Regions from separate parts of the Anser cygnoides genome. Here regions 1 and 2 are each linked to region 3. A link is a contact called in public Hi-C data. All regions are on one chromosome and are shown on one strand. The core of a region is the stretch at or near the end of the contact, and the rest is flanking DNA. Distances in the headings are between cores, read along the strand shown.

Region 1 (2,700 bases), core at 200-2,699, 370 kb after region 3:
TCCTACCTGCTGTGACTCTTGGCAAGAAAAAATAAGTAGAAAGAATAAGGAGGAAAAAAAAAAGACTGCCATTTCAGTGATGCATAAGACTTTGCTCTGATCTAAGCTTAGTGTCTGGAGACAGAGTCTTTGGAATTAAAACAGAAAGACGGAAAAATGGTTTAAGTGTTTAGACACGTCCTGATCCTTCATGTAATTATGCATTTACGTTGTCATATCTGTGTTTTCAAAATACACCCTTTAAGGTTATAGAATTCACCTAAGAAAAGTACTATTACCACCAGCAACTGAAGATACTAGAAGTCATATTTTCTTAAGCACATTTGGAGTGAACTTGAATTAAAGAGGATAAATCCCTGTGAAGGTGCCATTCCTTTCCTAGCAGCAGGTGCCCTGAGTGATACAGGATTACGCTGCTGTTAAGTTTTCGATAATAATTTTAGAAAGTAATAGAGATGATGCAGCTACATTGTACTCCAACCTCCAGTTCATTTTTAATGCATTGCAACTGTTAGTAGCCTTGAGCTGTTGGACCTCTGCTATATCTACTCTGTTTTTCACAGAGACAGCCAATTGTTGTAATAGGATTTTAAACCAGTACATTTGTTGCCTTATTTTTCAAGTCGGTTTCATTTTGATCTTTTTTAAGAAATGAACATCTCCTTCAGTATCAAGGGCACCAGAAAATAAGAGCTTGATGGAAAAAAGGGGTGTAAAAATAAAGAGAAATGCTGGCTTCACTGATTCTTTAATTCTGGTCAGTGGTGTGACAGGTAAGAGGAGGTAAGCTCGACTTGAATCCAACTTCCATCAGGAAAGCCACGGACGAGGTGAGAAGCAATCCTGAAGCGTTTATATCTATTTATTAGACCTGGATCTGTCAGGCAGCTTACAACAGCCTTCTGACACCTGCTGTTACCCTGCCCTGCTCTGGCAGAGCGGCGTGCAGCCCTCTCTGCTGGCTTTTTAAACAAAGCCGGGCGCTGCAGACCCACTCGCGATGCCCAGCAGCTCCCTTTGCCTGCTCGCAGGGCAGCCCCACGCCTCAGAGGCTGCCTGTCGCCCCACCAAGCGCCTCGGGCTGCCTTCACGAACCCTCCCTCCCCGCTCCCCCCCCCGCCCCGAGGCGGCGGCGGCGCGGCCCTCACCCGGCACGGCCCCTCCTGGAAGACGCGCGGGTCGAGGTTGCAGGCGATGGTGGCGGTGGGCAGGTCCGCCAGCGCCTCCGCCTCCATCGCGCCGTCCACCAAGCTCCAGGCCGCCTCGGCCGGCAGCGCCTCCTCTTCCTCCTCCTCCTCTTCGTCTTCTTCCCGGGGCGACGGCTCCGCCGGGCCCCTCCCGCCGCCGCCGCCGCTCTCCATGGCCGGCGGTGAGCGGAGCCCCCGCGGGGCGGAGCCCGGCTGAGGCGGCGGCCGTTGGTCCCCCCCCCGCGGCCGTTTAACCGTCGCCTTCCTGCCCCCCCCCGCGCGCAAGCCTATAGGCGCCGGGCGCCGCCGCAACAGGTGGCCCGCGGGAGCGCGGCGCTGCTCGCCGCCATCTTGAGTGAGGGCAGCGCCGCCCTGAGGGGCGTTAAATGTGAATAAAAAGGGGTGTCGGTCAGCCACCACCGAGTGCCTCGTGTTTCTCTTGCTTGTCCCCAGAGCTACCTGACCAGCCCTTGATGTCCTGCAAAGGGTTTCATTGTGTTCCAGAGCCGAGGGGGAAAAAAAAAACACTTGTAGCGCTATTGGGAGAGTTGTGTGGTGTCGTGTCGTTTCCTCCTTACCTTGGACCTGAAGGAGGCGTATTCTTAAAGCCTTTCTTTTTTTCCTAGTGACAAAAGTCTGTAAGGGACAGCTGCACCTTTCTTAGCTAAGCTCAAGGAGCTGCTCGTGTCAGACACTGCAGATGCCAAAAGCTTACCTGATGTGCTGAGCTGCTTAGTCCAACGTAACTGACCTAGACAAACACTTTTCTTACATACCCCAAAATATGTTGCTATATACATGTATAAGACCTAAAAGTGAACTTCAGATGACAGTTTTTTCTTTCTTTTTAGAAAGTTACCGTGATATTCACATATCGACCTCAAACATCCTATCCTAGTAGAAGTGTAGTGCAGAATAGTTAAAGGTAGTAAGGAGTGAAAAGCTGTTGGATGATAGCAGGCAAAATATTAACCCAATATTCGACTTCCATGGGGGTGTGTAAGAAAGCAGGTCTGAAAGTGGAAAGTGCAATCCCTCCAAAAGCTGTTTTCTCACTAAGACCAAAAGAGGGCTACCACAAGAACACCACTTTTAGCAAGCTGAGGGGCTAATCCTATTCTCATTTTCAATTTCCAAGAAACTTCTCATAGACATGAGTGAGGAGGCAACTGTCATTTACATTACAGCTCAAACTCCCAGGACTTAGAAAGCAGTGTCATCACACATAGTGATCTTGTCATCAGGTGTCATCTATCCAGAGGCTCAGAAAAAAAAAGTTTCAATTCAGAATGTCTAGTATTCTAGATTGCAATTTTAACTATATTTTTGTACATAACATATGTTAGTGTGCACTTGTAAAAAAAAATTACCGTGCCACACACAGGACTGGATTTTGTAACCAGGCTATAAACATATTAATGCAGGCTACAATGGGTCACTTGTTGAGCAACATTAATAAATGATTTAAAATATGGTATGGCAAATATTTTTAATGATGTTCAAAGTAACATAC
Region 2 (2,700 bases), core at 156-2,655, 280 kb before region 3:
TCCTTTGCTAACTTCCTCTCCAAAGAGGAAACTGGATTAAACCAAGGTTAACTTGAGTTAAAGTAATGAATAATGTTTGTATGTTCTACGTACAACAAACTGCTTTTCTGTACTAATCCTTCTGGAAAGGAGATGTATGTGGGACTGGACGAAAGACTGGATCTACTTTGAATGTTTCCAATTGGTTTTGATACAGATAAGGTATGAAATTATCAGCTTCTGGTTTTTATAATGGATATTACTGACATAACATGGTAAATAAGACACTGTTTTCTCTCCATGTAGGTGGTTGGCAAAGATCATCATTGTTCTATATGGCCATAAAATCCGCATACCTACTACTTAAATGGAAAATCAGTGAATACACCGTCAAAATTCAAAGTGATCAGAAGCAGAATTTCTCATAAATCCATTAATTTGACTTTAACACAGTTGTGCTTAAAAAACTATGGGAACTTGAAATACCCCTTGGGTTGTGGGCCGTTACCAAGTTCTGCTGTAAAGGATTAAATAAGACTAACATATGAGCAAAACTGTTTTGATTCAGACGGTACTCGTTAAATACACACCTAAAAAGCATCGCTCTTTTAAACTCAGGGTGCACTTTAAACAGGAACGAGGTAAAATATCACAGATGTCGCTTCACATCCAGCACTCCAGCAAAGCACCCACCGTACCGTTCGACTGGGACTGACCGCGGCCTCAGTCCTGCAGCAGCACGGGCCGGAGGGGGAGGCTTCGCTTCCAGAACCTTCACTACCAGGACCTTCGCCCTGCCAACGAGAACACCCCACTTAATACCGCGGGCCTCACCCCGCTCCGTTACAGGGCCAGGGGGTGGTTTTCATTCCCCAGCTGATGCAACCGTGCTGTGACCCACGGGGCTGAGTAGGGTGACAAGGACAAGGTCCCCCCCCAGAAGGCCCAAATCCCTCTCTCTCCACACACACCCTGCTGACACCAGAGCCCCAGTAGCAGTCCCCCATTCCCCAACAACTGCTCCCCTTTTCCCCAAATGCTGACCCCCTTCCCCCGTCCTCTTTCCCCCCCCTCCTCCAGCCGCGGTTGTGTCGGGCGGGCGGAGGCTCCCCGCACCGCAGCGCGCCCCTTTTCACCCCCCCGCCCGCCGTTCCCCCCCCTTCTCCCCTCACAGCACCGCACACCCGAGGGCTGCAGAGCGCCTGCAAGGAAGCCTGGGGGGCGGCAGCCCCCTCTGCCCTTCGCCCAAGGACGTCTCCCCCGCCGCCTGCCCTCACCCGAGCTCACCGGCGAGGGGAGCCCGAGGGCCGCCGGCCGGCTGCCTTGCGGCGCCATGCGCAGTGCGGGGCGGCAGCCACAAAATGGCGGCCGCGCTTTTGCTTATTGTGGGTTTATGTTACACGCACGCCTGTAGGTCTCAAACCCCTTTTCTGCCTTAGTTCTCCTGAGTGTATCCCTATAATTTGATGGCAAGTGCCTCTGTCGAGGCTTTCTCTCCCAGGCTTGCGAAACAGCCTTCCCCCGTGAGGTTTCCCTGGCATATTGGTAGTTTTTCACAGCGTGCTCACTCCGTCCCTTAACAGAGTTTGGTGTTCAAGCCTTTGCTGGGCTTGCCCGAAAAGGATGTGTAAGGCCAGCTGCGAGGCTGGAGGGGCTGTGATGTCTGGTGGGTTTGCTGCAGCCTCTGTGCCTGGCCCCGCTGGCTGCCAGGACGGCGGGGCTTCAGCTAACGAAACCCCAGGCCCCACAACCATTCAGGTCCATAGGCTGGAAGGGAGGGCCCAGATGCATGTAGTAAAGGTCCAGTAGTCAGAAGGCAAATTTTGTTTCCTCCCTGAGCACTAGCATCTATTATTAAAAGAAAAAGAAAAAAAAAATAGACATGGGTTTAATTAGCGGGACTTGATGGGACATGGTCAAGCAAATTGCATATCCAGCCATTGAAGTGGTGGCACTGGCGCCTGAAGGGGATAAAGTATTGAGTGGTCTGCTTAATTTTACAGCTTCCAGCATTATACTCTGCTTTTCCTCTTACAGCTTTACCACTATACTATCTTGGTGAATAAATAACGCCGAAACACATTATTTCAGAGAGGTTATCTTTTATTTCCATTAGGAATCAGTTTTCTACATTTTTTATTTCAAATTTGCTTTCTGTAAAAGTCAGATTTTGAAATTAGAAGTTTGCATGTGTATTGTCTTTCTCTGCTGCATATCCAGTTCATCACCTAAGAAAATTACTTGAACAAATAATTGCATTATAAATTGACCAGCTGGAACGAGTACAAATTTAGATTATTTTCTTGAGAGAGATGTTTCAGGGCAGCAGGAATTCTGTTTCTGACTTAACACATCATACATCCTGTCCTATAAAAACAAATTTTGAAAACTTGCGAATGAGAGATACATTTTATCCTTCTTTCATCTTACAAGAAATGAGACTCTTGTTGTGGTATCTTGCTGTTCAGTCAGATAGAAAATGTAAAACAGTCTACAAACCTGAGGAAGGAAGTCTACAAATACTTGCTAAGTGATGCTTAAAATTTCTGTAGCATGCATGTCTCCATAAACCAGAAGGCTCAAGCACAGCATCTGTCCAACAGTACACAAGTCATAAATTGCACGGAATTTTTAAACAAAGTTCTGGATTTACTATTAAATTTGTTTTAGCAGTGTGAAAGAAATGGCTTGTTTCTCTGTTAATGTATTTTTTATTTCTCA
Region 3 (2,700 bases), core at 16-2,515:
TCAAAACGCTACTTGCAGAGAGACTTTCATCCTAGGAGAGGTGAGATTTTTCCTCACTACTCACACAGCAAGACGCTTATATTACAGAAAGCAAAATAAAACTAAAGAGGTCTGCCTTTTATGTCACTATCTGTTAGGGTCAACCTAGAGATTCCTGACCTACCTGTGCAGTGGTGACCGTGCACAGCACCTCTCCTCGGTACGCGCTCATGATCTTCCCAAAGGCAGAAACAATGCCTGGAGTGTAGCGCAAGCGACCGTTTTCAGCAAGCAAGTCTGGAAGAGGTAGATGTATTGAAAGGGTTTAAAGCAACCACTAGAAGCAGATCTGGTTAGCAACCAGTAATAACCGGTAGCCTTGGATGTTTTTCAAAATTCAAATGATTACTCACTCATCAGGTTGACAGTAATAGGGGACATCTTCTCTTTTGCTAAAGCATCATTTACAGCTTTTTGTTTAACTGTGCTCTTGGTATGAGGGTTCATAACAACACTGGACAGTTTGGGGTCCTTCAAAAGAGTCTAAGAGGACACACGTGCAACGTTATAAAAAACACAAGTTCTCCAAGCCTAAACAAACCGTCCAAGTGGGCAACAAGGTCACTCCTCGAGCAAGCCCGAAAAGATGAGAAGCATGCAGGTGGGACGACGACAGCCCCAGGTGCAGCTCATTTACGGGAGGTTTCTTTTAGGGGTGATGCTCCTCCTTCCCCGCCTGGGCCCACAGACCCACCTCCCTCCCACCAGGCAGGGCCACCCCGACACCCGGGGCGACGCGGGGCGCCGGGCTCCTTACCCACACGCGGAGCAGCTCCTTCTCCACCTGCTCCAGCTTCTTCTGCTTGGTGGCGGCCGAGTACAGCGCCGTGGCGTAGCGGCCCTCCAGCCCGTACACCTGCACGGGGGGCTGCGGGCGACAGCGCGGCTCAGGGGAGCCCCGGGACGGGGACGCGGCGGCTCCGACCCGCCCCCCGCACCCGCTCCCCGCTCACCTTGACCAGCTTGGACACCGGCCTCGCCGCCGACGTGCTCAGCTGCCGCACCTGCGGGACGCACAGCGGTGGCCTCGCACCCCCTCGCCGCCTCCCCTCGCCCCGCACGGCGAGGGGAGAGCCCGGCGAGAGCCCCCACCAGCCCCCCGCCGCCCCCCGCCATCACCTTCAGGGCCAGCCCCGCCGCCGCCGCCATTTTGTCCGCCCGCCCGCCGCTCGAGGTCACGGCGCCGCCCGGCCCCGTGTGGAGGCAGCGCGCAGGCACGGCGGCCGCACCGCCCCCTCTGCGGCCCGCCGGGGGATGTAGTTCTGTAGTTGTGCGCCATCGCTGTCCTCCCTCAGCGCTGTGGGCGTCCTTAGGTACGGCGCCCTCCGAGCAGCCTCGGCGGGCCCGGCTGGGAGAAATAGCCGAGGGCTTCGGCGCCCCGCAAGCCCGCGGGGTGAGGCCAGGCTTTGGTGGCTGTGCTGCTCGGTGGAGGAGGCGGTTGTGCCCGGCTCGAGGGCAAACGAAGTGGCTTTCCTCAGGAAAACCCGCGGGCAGGGGTCTGTGTGGGGGTCTCGACCCAGCACCTGCCTGCTTTGCCTGTCATAGGTCTAGTGACAAGCTGCCCGCAGCCCTCGGGTTGCTTGGGGCTGTGCTGGTGGAGGGGAGGCCTGCGGGGCTGCAGCCCCTCCTTCGGGGTCACCCCACGTCCCCCCTGCCGCCCCAACCCCTTCCTCGCTTCCCACAAGGGTCCTGTAGTTACACAACCCTGCATCCCTCTGTTCGGCTGTAGAGAGCAAGCCTCTCGCAAACTCTGCAGTGGAGAAAATGTCATGTTTCCCGCAGATGTTTCTGCTGTCCTCTAATGTGGTGAAACTGCCTCTGAGATACAACGAGCTGTTTCCTCCCCTCAGATAAATTAGGTCCATATATCTTCTGGGACAAAGAGATCTTCCAGGTAAAGCACAGTGTAGGTAGGCAGGCTGCATTTCAGCTCTGACTTTGCCAGAGTCTCCCAGTGCGACCTTACGCAGCTCGCTCAGCTCCTGCTGAACTGTCTTCAACAATTAAACACCTTCTCTCCCTGATTATTCCGTCTTCTCTGTAAACTAAAAGGATCAGCTGCTCACAGAGCTGTTTCAAAGTTTGAGTAATTATTTTCTGTGGTGTGAGCAGGTCAGGTGGAGGTGGTATTAAAATACGAAGCATTGCATTAATGGCAAGCATGCTACGTAAGTATGCAGGGCAGACTGGGAACACTAGATGTTGCTGTTGCTGCAAATTGAAAAATTAGTGCTCGCTAAAGCTACATCAAAAACAGAGAATTAGACTAGCACTCTTTAGGAAATAGAGTCTGAATAAGAAAGCTGGTATAGCATCCCATCAGAAATAAGATGCTATAACCAATATGTGTTATTCTGGATGCTGGAATTCAGCGCCTGCAATCACCAGTTGTATTTGCTCTGGGGACGTTCAAAGCCACAAGTATAGTTCATGATAGCTTTTACCATTCTAACACCATTCTTCTTGATATTTTTAATAACTACAGTACTAAGAAAAACACATCTAAAATGAAGAAAATGCTTTGTTTCTCTTTAAGGAAAAACATACATTGTTTATTTTTTGTGGTAATGTGCATACACTGAAACTTGGGAAAATTACAGAGAATGCATTTGTTTGAAATGGGGTCCTGTATCCAAAATTTCATTAGAGTAACTCTGAAAC

What was found. Hi-C and Micro-C count contacts between places; a contact is called where the count stands out from the background.
Region 1: a contact with region 3 is called in a Hi-C map of liver, with 2.2 times the contacts expected there. The contact joins the promoter of RCAN1 here to the promoter of ATP5PO in region 3. A contact is called at or near these places in 2 of 7 Hi-C or Micro-C datasets (granulosa cells and liver).
Region 2: a contact with region 3 is called in a Hi-C map of liver, with 2.2 times the contacts expected there. The contact joins the promoter of DNAJC28 here to the promoter of ATP5PO in region 3. A contact is called at or near these places in 3 of 7 Hi-C or Micro-C datasets (granulosa cells and liver).

What each region holds. Positions count from the first base shown.
Region 1 is chr1:114,023,082-114,025,781 of Taihu_goose_T2T_genome, forward strand. It overlaps RCAN1 (regulator of calcineurin 1), which reads right to left and starts at 1,450. Exons shown (of 4, transcript XM_048071478.2): 1 at 1,149-1,450. The coding sequence starts at 1,361. LOC106043442 (a long non-coding RNA gene) reads left to right here. Exons shown (of 3, transcript XR_001211680.3): 3 at 650-1,043.
Region 2 is chr1:113,372,138-113,374,837 of Taihu_goose_T2T_genome, forward strand. DNAJC28 (DnaJ heat shock protein family (Hsp40) member C28) reads right to left here and starts at 1,406. Exons shown (of 3, transcript XM_048071548.2): 1 at 1,267-1,406; 2 at 678-773. The region is part of intron 1 of LOC106043431 (trifunctional purine biosynthetic protein adenosine-3-like); the gene reads left to right.
Region 3 is chr1:113,649,022-113,651,721 of Taihu_goose_T2T_genome, forward strand. ATP5PO (ATP synthase peripheral stalk subunit OSCP) reads right to left here and starts at 1,266. Exons shown (of 7, transcript XM_048071552.2): 1 at 1,159-1,266; 2 at 993-1,043; 3 at 797-907; 4 at 393-522; 5 at 164-276. The coding sequence starts at 1,188. It overlaps LOC106043402 (a long non-coding RNA gene), which reads left to right and starts at 1,316. Exons shown (of 7, transcript XR_010825360.1): 1 at 1,316-1,933.